2 separate regions of the Mus musculus genome follow, and region 1 is linked to region 2. Evidence: chromatin contacts called from public Hi-C data. All regions are on one chromosome and are shown on one strand. The core of a region is the stretch at or near the end of the contact, and the rest is flanking DNA. Distances in the headings are between cores, read along the strand shown. Region 1 has its middle 30 kb from the start of Gm40399. Region 2 has its middle 93 kb from the start of Gm24434.

Region 1 (4,784 bases), core at 1,114-3,613, 210 kb after region 2:
CTGAAGGCAGTTGTTGGTTGTCCCAACAGGGATACTTTTAGTAGACTGAGAACAAGAGCACAGGAGTGCAGCTAGCCATCTTCCTTTGCACAGCACCAGGGAATTTGACGCCCCTCTTAAGGTTCTTAAACTCATTGATAAGAGAAGGGGGATAGAGAAGATTTACAGCTTGCCTGGCACATTGTTTTACATTTAAATGCTTATAAAATAGCTTCCAACTAGCTTCTGAGCCCATTTTAAATTCTTCTATTAAAGTTAAGAAGTATAATGTCACCAAGTACTTACATGGTGGATAAGCTGTCTCATGGCAGGGAGACGCTTCAGAAAAAGAGTGAGAAAGTCCAGAACATCAGATAAAGACATGCCTAGGATCTGGTTAGTATCCAAAAGGAAAAAGAAACAGGATGGAAAGAGGGGAGAGGTTCACTTCTCTGAGTAATTTTAGAAGAACAGACTAAGCAGACCTGCATGACAACAGCTTCATAAGTGACCACACCGGGGAAGAAAATGCATGCTGTCTTACTAGGGAGATAAAAAAATGTGCCTCCCGTTTCACTAGCATGGCTTTAGATGAATTGGTCTTTCTGGATGATGGTCTTTTGGCCAGGTGATTAACATCCCAGCTGGATTAACCCTTAAGGAAGGAGAAAATAGTATGTAATGCTGTACTCTTTAGAGCAAGTCTGAATGCCATGTCTTCACCCAAGGCTCAAAAGTATTCTATGCTTTTGACTGGGTCTTAAGAATGGTGAGCATGCAGGCAGAATTAATTGATGCCGGAGAGGTAGCTGAGAGTTCTACATCCGAATTGGCAAGGAGCAGGAAAAGACAGTGAGCCACTGGGCATAGTTTGAGCTTCTGAAGCCTCAAAGCCCACCTCCTGTGACACATTTCCTCCAATAAAACCTTATGTGTTCAACAAGACAAAAGCCCCTAGTGATACCACTCCCCCAATGGGTCTATGAGGGTCGTTTTTCAAACCACCACAGTAAGATGAATGGAAGAAGACATTGTAAGAGTCTTATCTACGTCTATATGAACACCCAGTCAGAAAGTAGCAGCATCGTAAGGATGGTATAGTACATATGCTTTGTAGACAGCATCCTATGTTCACAGTCCATCCAGTTCGTCCACTTTCTAAATCTGATGATTTGCAGCTTAACCTCTGTGCCTCTCAGTTCTTCATCAGTAAAACAAATATTACAGTAGACTTCTCATTGTGAGGTCAAACATAAGTTATTATAGTCATAGCATGAGGCATGTAAAAAGTATGGTACGGATGTTGGCCTTTGTTAATACTGTGGTAGTGTTGTTGGTGTGGTTTGATTCTGTTGAGGCAAGTTCTCATTCTCCAGCTCTAGCTAGCCTACAACTCACAAAGACATATCAGCCTCAGCCTCAGCCTCAGCCTCTGCCTCTGCCTCTGCCTCTGCCCTCTGCGCTCTGCCCTCTGCCCTCTGCCCTCTGCCCTCTGCCCTCTGCCTAAGAACTGACATTTATAAGTGTGTACCTTGCCATTATAAATATTGTTGTTAATATACTTGTCATTTTTCAGAGATAGGAATATTGAAACTCAAAGAAGCATGTAAAATGTGCTGTCCTAGTAATCTAGTTGTCTAGCTGGGCTAGATGCCATCAGATCCCAGGCTGTAATGTTCCTGCATTGTTATGTGTCAGAGATTTTCCCAAAGGCTAAAGAGTTGCCAGGGTGTCTCCTGGAAGCTAAGCCATGGCAAATTATTCAGCCTGTAAAGTTGTTTGTTTAAACAGTTTTATAACTTAGCTTATACCCAATCAATAGTCTTGCCCACCGTTAAATAACGAAGTTCATTCTCTTAATCAAACCATGTTGTAAAGGAAGAGAAGAGCTCAAAATGGCACAAGATAGAGACATATCCCTGACTACCAAGAACAGATACAAATAAGGTATCAAAAATCTTCTAAAAGAGCGAGTTAATTACACTTCCACAGTCTTGGCCAGGTTTTTTTTTTTTTTTTTTTTGCTGATTCATCTCAGCTCACCTTGAGTCTTAGATGGCAAACTTAAGCTTCTTAAGTATATTTAGAGAAACCCTGAGACTACGTGCTACTTCCCAGAGGGATCCCAGGCCTTCGTCATTAGTCTATTAGTGACTGAGGTTTAACAGAATACACACAACAGGAAAAGAGAAGATAAATCTTTAGAGGACTGTCTATTCTATGCTGGGTTTCCTGTGTGGAAAATCAGATGACTTGCAACTAATTGTTTGTGTGCAAAAGCCTTTGGCAGCGTTGCCAACAAAAGCAGTGGACAGTGTCTGCTCGAAGCAAACACGTCAGCTCATGTGTTCAGCAAATCCTTTGATCAGAGTGTTGGTCATGTGAGAGGATTGCGTTTTTTTGCTCCGCTTCAGGAGGCTTTTCCTGTGAGCCTAATGTCTGGCCTGCTGAGTGCAGAGCTGCCAAGGCAGAGCCACAGGTGGCCACGACTTGGCAAGTGATAAAACAACAGCTCCACTGAACACAGCAAGAAAGGAACAGGATTCTCAGTCTGGCTTTCAATGCCTACAGACAGCACAAAGCGTTTCTCTTTGGAAATCTAAACTTCTCTACGAGATAGAAAGCCACAAACATAGACCTGTATTACTGAATCCATACCAAACAGTTGGGAGCTTAGATAAAGCAAAATAACCATTTTAAGATTTAGGGGCTTTTGCACAAATTAACAGAATTTTTAGGCACATCTATATAATGACATTTTTGCTAAATAACAAATGACTGTCTTCTTGTGCCTTTTTGCCCATTTCTTCTTTTGATGTAAAAGGGTCCCCTCAAATATTTTTATTCTAACTTTTAAGGAATGCCATATAGAATGTATGCACAGAGAATTTTTAAGTGCCAGTAAAACTTCACTTTCAGTGTCTCTCAACCACAATATATAGCCAACAGAGGCTTTCAAGAAGCCATTATCTTTGTACTCATTCCCCTTAACAGGTGTTCTTTGTGTCATCTTATCCGTCTGTCTGCTTCTCTCCAAGCCCTTGATGTCCTCATGATATAAATCCAATATTTACTTTAGCTCCTGCATATTCTGTATATTATCCCCCAACACTATATCTCACCCATAAACAATGCAAATGAATATATATGCATAGGCATACACATATCAGATATAAATATGTGCATATACATCATATGCATAACGCCAAGCGTCTGAACACACCCTTGATCCCACAGCTGGATATCTGTTTGCTCAACCTGTTCCTTGGGGATTATAAATTCCAGCTTCTAAGACACAGTAACTGAGAAGCAAGGCCAATGCCAAGTGTCTCTGCCAGGAGCTAGTCAGCTGGAACAAGTTCAGCCCTCCATTTTCTTCATCCATAAAATAGAAATTAAGGTGTATTGCTTGCTATACAGAGTCATTATTAAGACTGGCTGGGTTCATGAACATCATGGCATCTTTTAGAGACGTGCAACTGATGGTTTTTGTTTGTTGGTTGGTTGGTTTGGTTTGTTTTCCATTTTTAACATTACTTTCCTTTATTTGTACTGGTGTTTTCCTTACATGTATGTGTATGTATATCAGGTGCATGCCCGGTGCTCCTGGAGGTCAGAAAAAGGCATGAATTCCTTGGAACTAGAGTTATAAGCCACCAGGCAGGGTGCTTGGAATTGAACACAGGTTCTTTGTGTTGTGTTAGAATCAAGGCTCATGTCCAGACAGACCACACCAAGCCAATGCAGTTCCACGTGAGAGAGCTTTATTGTGGGGGAAGGGGACAAGAGGGAGCTATGGAGACAAAAGGAGAAAAGAGAAAAAGAGAGAGAGTGGGAAGCTCAAGAGGGTCTGCCTTTTATTTAGGCTGTGATATAACCGCTCTCTGGTAAAGACGGGAGGTAAACTAAATGGACGTTGGGAATGTATGGCTGGGTTTGGAGGTGTTTTGCAATGGTAAAGTCAGCTCCTGATACCAACACTTTGAATTGAACTCAGGTTCACTATTAGTCTGTGTGTTCTTACCTGCTGAGCCATTTCTCAAGGCCTGCAATTGGCATTTTTGTATTAAAAAAAAAATCCCCATTTCCTAAAATTAAGTGATCTCATTGTTTAGAAGAAACTTAGTTTAAACTAGTTACATTTACACTTTAATTCAAAACTCTGTTCTTATTCTCTGGCAAATGAGCATCAGTTTCTACTTGAGTACACTTCATAAAGGGTATACTTGACCTCTGAAAGCAACTTGCTCCATTCTTAATAATGGTGTTTGGCCACACAGTAATAAAATCAATGGGCCATCTCTGACATGGTTTCCAAACTAGCAACTTACCATATGTGTATCAGGAAAATAAAGTCTAGTTGTGTGCTTTCTTGATGGTTTGTTATTGGCCGATGGTAGTCCATTTCACTATGTTCAAGTCTCCAACTGGAAAGAGAAACTACTTTACATCAGACCACATTTCTGATATTTTAACTTGCATACTCTGAGATAATCCAGAGTCTACCTGCAAATAATCTCTGCATTCAAAAAAGTCTAAAATTTAGCTTTATAATAGTTAAAAAGTAAAACATGAAGTTCTCAGGAGAAATGACCAAGATAAGTTTTCGTGTGGTTGTAACTATCAAAGGTGATACATGTATGGAAAAGAGCTAGCACATGAATAATCAGGAAAACTTCGATTAAACTACCCTTGACTATTATGATACATAGAACAGAACTTTAGAGGCAAACAACTGACAATACCCAGCAAGGCTGAACATGTGGGGCATCTGAAAACCTCAAACAGCTGATCAGAATGGATGC
Region 2 (4,802 bases), core at 1,859-4,358:
GTAGAAAGATGATCTGTAGATAGGAAGATAGATAAATAACAGGAGAATGATAGATTGATGATAAATAGAATGATAGATTGATAGATGATAAATAGATGATAGATAAGTAGAAAGATAGATGATAGATGATAAACAGGTGATAAAATAGATAAATAGAGTAGATAGATGATAGATAGATAGATAGATAGATAGATAGATAGATAGATAGATAGATAACATATAGACATCAGAGTAAATGGGAACTGAGAACAGTATCTTTAGCTTCATTCCTGACATTGCACTACATTTTACATTTTAATGCATTTTCAAAAGGAGGAATAATAGTCTCACAGAATTTTGTGAAATTAAATTAGAATTATATAGAGATAGTAGATTAAATATAGGTTAAAGCATTATTTATAATTGTAATTTGAATGGAAAGATTTTGAAAATTATGTATTGCACATTATGACTATTTAATGGACTCCAGAGTTTTAGGGAAGGCAAGGTAAAGAAACCCATCTGTTTCAAAAATGTAGCTCTTGGACCAAAGTTTCTGTGACGAGAAAAATCTTGGGATTGAGTGTTCTTTGTAAATAAGTACACAGAGTCTTATAAAGTCACATAGTTCATTTTAAAAATATAAAGTGCCCTGGTGTAATTGGTGAGATGGCTCAGTGGATAAAGGGGTCTGGTACCAACCCAGGCAATCTGAGATTCATTACTGAATCTATATGGTGGAAGAAACCATCAGTTCTTACAAGTCATCTGACTTTTACACTAGTACCATGGCATTCAGATTCACACACCTGGGCACACACATGTACACACACACACACAGAGACACAAACACACACACACACAAGAAAATATAATTTGAAATGTTTTTTAAATAGTGTGATCAGGCAAAACAAAGTTCTTTATATGTTTTGATGGCACAAATATACAATGAAATAATAACTAAGCTTTTGAAATCCAGGAAAAAAACAAATGTCAATGAACTTATTCCTTCTATTTCCAGATTATAATAGGACTCCCTTTCCTACTTTAAACCCTTCCTTTCTCTCTTTCAAATTCACGGCCCCTTTTTGTTGTTATTATATCATATTTGTATATTTCTAAACATAACCTACTCAGTTTGTATGTTACTTGTATGTATGTTTTCAGGGTGGACCATATGATATTGGAATAACAAATCTGTGTGGTTTTCCCTGAGAAAGACTATTTTTTCCTGCTCTCCATGTTTCTTAGTTGCTTGTAGTTCTTTGAGTAAGGTTGAGGCCACACGGGCCATATCCATCCCTTTTGCCAGACTAGTCATATCATGGATATTGGAAAGAACCTATGACCAATTTACTAAACTAGCATAATCCCTAACAACAATCTAACCATTTGTCCTCATACCCACGGAAAAGGTAGTCTTTCACCCAACATCAAGGGAACTTCTCTTCCCAAAAGTCTGAGACCACTTTGGAAAATCTGAATCAATCAGAATGCAGAGTTGTGGAACCCAGTCACAATGGATACACTTACAAAGCACTCAGGCACCTAGGGCTCAGGGAGCGTAGTGAAAGAGGAGGAAGAAAGATTGTAAGAGCCAGAAGCACGGGGAGTTTGTGTGAGACTGTCTTCTGATAATGTCAGAAGCTACACCCATAAACTCTCAACAGCATGACTGCCCAAACATATACTAAACAAGGACAACACCAATAGACATGTCAACGAGCCTTATTCTTATTCTTTTACATTTTTTTCTTTTACTGAACTAGGTCATTTTCATACAGTATATTATGCTTATGGTCCCCCTCTTCCAGCTCCTCTGGGGACCTCCTCATCTCCTTTCCTATCTGAACCCATATCCTTTCTGTCTCTTCTTAGAAACAAAGTGCAATGGAAATCTCATGGGATCTATAAAAGTAATCGTAGGAAAGACTCCCAGTAACGGGGTGACAGGAAGCCTAAACTCCCAAACTGGCCATCATTTGTAATCAGGCAAGGACTCAAGTGGAAAGATTGGGATTCCAACCCAGCCACAAAACTTTCCACCTATAGTTTGTCCTGCCTGCCATGTTCTGGCACTGGGTAGCAGAACTGTCATCAAAGATGTCGGAGAGACTTGATCCAAGCAGCTGAAGGGAGCAGGTGCAGAGTGCCACTGCAAAAACATTAAGCAGAACTCAGGGAGTCCTTCAGAGTATGAGGAGGAACCAGTGGGGGTCAGGAACACCATGAGGACACAGCCCACAGAATCAACTGACCAGGACTTGGGAGCCTGTAGGGGTCTGACCTAAGTCCTCCCCATATATATTATTGCTGAGTAGCTTGGTCTGCTTATGGGAGTCCTAGTGAGGCAGGGGGCAGGTACTGTGCCTGACTCTCTTGCCTTACTTGTGAAGTCCATCTCCTCCTTCTATGTTGCCTTGTCCAGCCTTGATGTGATGCTATGGGCCTGGTCTTATTCTAGCTGGTTATGCAGTGTTGGCTGATACCCCTGGGAGCCTGCTTTTTTCTGAGGAGAGGAGGGAGGGAAGGTGGATCTGGCAGAGGGGAAAGAATCTGGAAGAGAGGGAGAGGGGGAAACTGCAGTCAGGATATAATATCTGAGAGAAGAATAAAAAGTAAAAAATAAACTATGTGATTCTCATAAAAGAAAAAATAACTATAAAAGAGATAATTTCCTCAACCCTATTTTCTGAATGCTATTTTTCATTTTCCATATAATCTCAGATTAAAGAATAACTTTGAATTTATAATAGTTACCAAGAAGTTCAGGACAAATTTTATTTAATTCTGTATACTTATATCAGTATATTTCTGCTCCTGTTCTCTAACATCTATTTTTCAATGCTTATTTTTAACTACTATATTCTCTAAAAGTCTTGTTTCAGGTAACTGCTTATACTTTTGGAAAAATAAAGTTAAAAAAGAAAAAAAGGCCAATCTGTTAAAGAGCAAATGCTCAACAGCAAAGTGTCCTTATCCCAAGTGAATCATCCTTGTAGCAGTCAAGCATCAAAACAAATGAGACTTCTCCTGAATCCCTGGCTAGCGTCATTAAAATGCTATACGGGACTTCATCGCCATGGTTACCAAAATGACAAAGCCACAACTACCTTTCAGTTTTCCATCTGATTATTGTGGCTATTCTTAGCACAGAAATCCCATGGCCTGCAGAAAAAGCTCTATATTTGGGAGAACCATGTGGCTACTAAAGAAAGGAGAAAGATTCCTTGTTGACAATCTTCTGTTCTTATCAGTTCTCTGCCAGGCGATGTCTTTCTGAAGGCAATAGGTGCTTCTAAACAAAAGGCAAGCATGAAATGAAAGACAGCCTTACCTGTGGAGACTTCATTGTGTCTGTTGTTTACAAAAAGTGAAAATTTAAAGTTACGTGTATGAATTAAATTAAGAATCAACAATGAAAGCAGCCTTTCTAGTTCTTATGTTATTGGTTATGAGTCTAGCTTTTAATGGCTGAGCTATCTCTCCAATTCAATCTATCTAGTTCCATATATAGATATACTTTATTGGTAGGCATATAGAAAGAAAAGTATCTACATGTATACACACACACACATACACACACACACACACACACACACACACACACACACACACACACACACACATATATATATATATATATATATATATATATACACACATATATACACATACACACACACACACACACACGTATTCAACATAAAATCATCTGGTCACTGAGTCCAAAAGACTCATGAGTTAAGTAAATAGGATTTTTGTTAAATGGTGATTAGTTTTAATACTCAAATGTATGTTTTTAAATTTTAAGTGTGCATATATGTGTGCAGGTGTGTGTCCATGTCTGTGTTTCTGTCTGTGGTATGTGCATGCCAATGAGAGGCCAGATAGAGTGTCAGGTCCCCTGGAGTTGTAATTACAGGTGGTTGTGAGCCTCTAAATATGGTTGCTGAAAACGGAACTCTGGTCTTCTGCAAGGGCAGCAAGCCCCTTTTCTGCAGTACTTTATCAGGATTCTAGGCAGAAAGAGTGAGACAAATGATGCCTGCATACAAAATTAAGAAAGCTAAAGTAAATCTGTAGGAAACAGCGTGAGAAAATTTGTCCTATGCATTCTCTTCATGAGGTACTAATGTTTACTACAGTGGTTATCCAGTGTGGATCTGGAGAAACTTTAGCTGTCATCAGGGGAGGTAGCAACGGGAGGGCTTGTAACTACTCAGACCCAGTAGGAAGAGGTCATCCTGAAACGAGTTGATTAATATCTTATGACAAAAATGAGTCTGGTTAATAATGTCAAAAGTGTTCATTTTAAGCAATTGAGCTCTCTACCAAGGACAATGGAAGGACCCCGCCCCAGAGTCATTGAAATCCAGAGTGAATGGTTGAATACTTGGTTTGTTTGTTTGTTTGCTTAAAAATTCAAAATATTTTTATGATTAGAGAAATAATGATGCTATTTCACTATTTCCCAGATCTCTAATGGGAGAAGGGTGAGGATAGAAAATTACATCTCCTATTTTTACCCTAAACTATATATATTTTAGAATTTTAATTGTTTGTATTAAATGTCTAAAAATCCTAAAATCTTGCAATTTTAAAAATAATTCTATGTGCATGGATTGCATTTCCTTTCTCATTTGTCAAAAACAACAACAACAACAAAAACAGTTGAGGCTAGATAAAAATAAATAAATAAAAGATATGGAGAAACTTTTGAGTTTGAAGTTGCTTTTTCTGGTGCCTACGTGGGTAACCTCCTTTCATTCTGAATTCTATTACTGTCTTTAGAATGCATTCCTAAACACCTGATCTACCAC

What was found. A called contact is a pair of places that touch in the nucleus more often than the background predicts.
Region 1: a contact with region 2 is called in a Hi-C map of stem cell-derived neural stem cells, with 1.5 times the contacts expected there. The contact joins two enhancer-like sites.

Annotation. Positions count from the first base shown.
Region 1 is chr12:39,918,393-39,923,176 of GRCm38.p6, forward strand. No RefSeq gene overlaps it. Among named protein-coding and RNA genes, the nearest start is that of Gm40399, 30 kb to the right of the region's middle. Within about 2 kb of position 2,364, at least 84 of the 459 cell types and tissues checked have an H3K27ac peak or open chromatin away from gene starts, as enhancers often do. A contact at or near this core is called in stem cell-derived neural stem cells, where this site is marked.
Region 2 is chr12:39,712,268-39,717,069 of GRCm38.p6, forward strand. No RefSeq gene overlaps it. Among named protein-coding and RNA genes, the nearest start is that of Gm24434, 93 kb to the left of the region's middle. Within about 2 kb of position 3,109, at least 17 of the 459 cell types and tissues checked have an H3K27ac peak or open chromatin away from gene starts, as enhancers often do. A contact at or near this core is called in stem cell-derived neural stem cells, where this site is marked.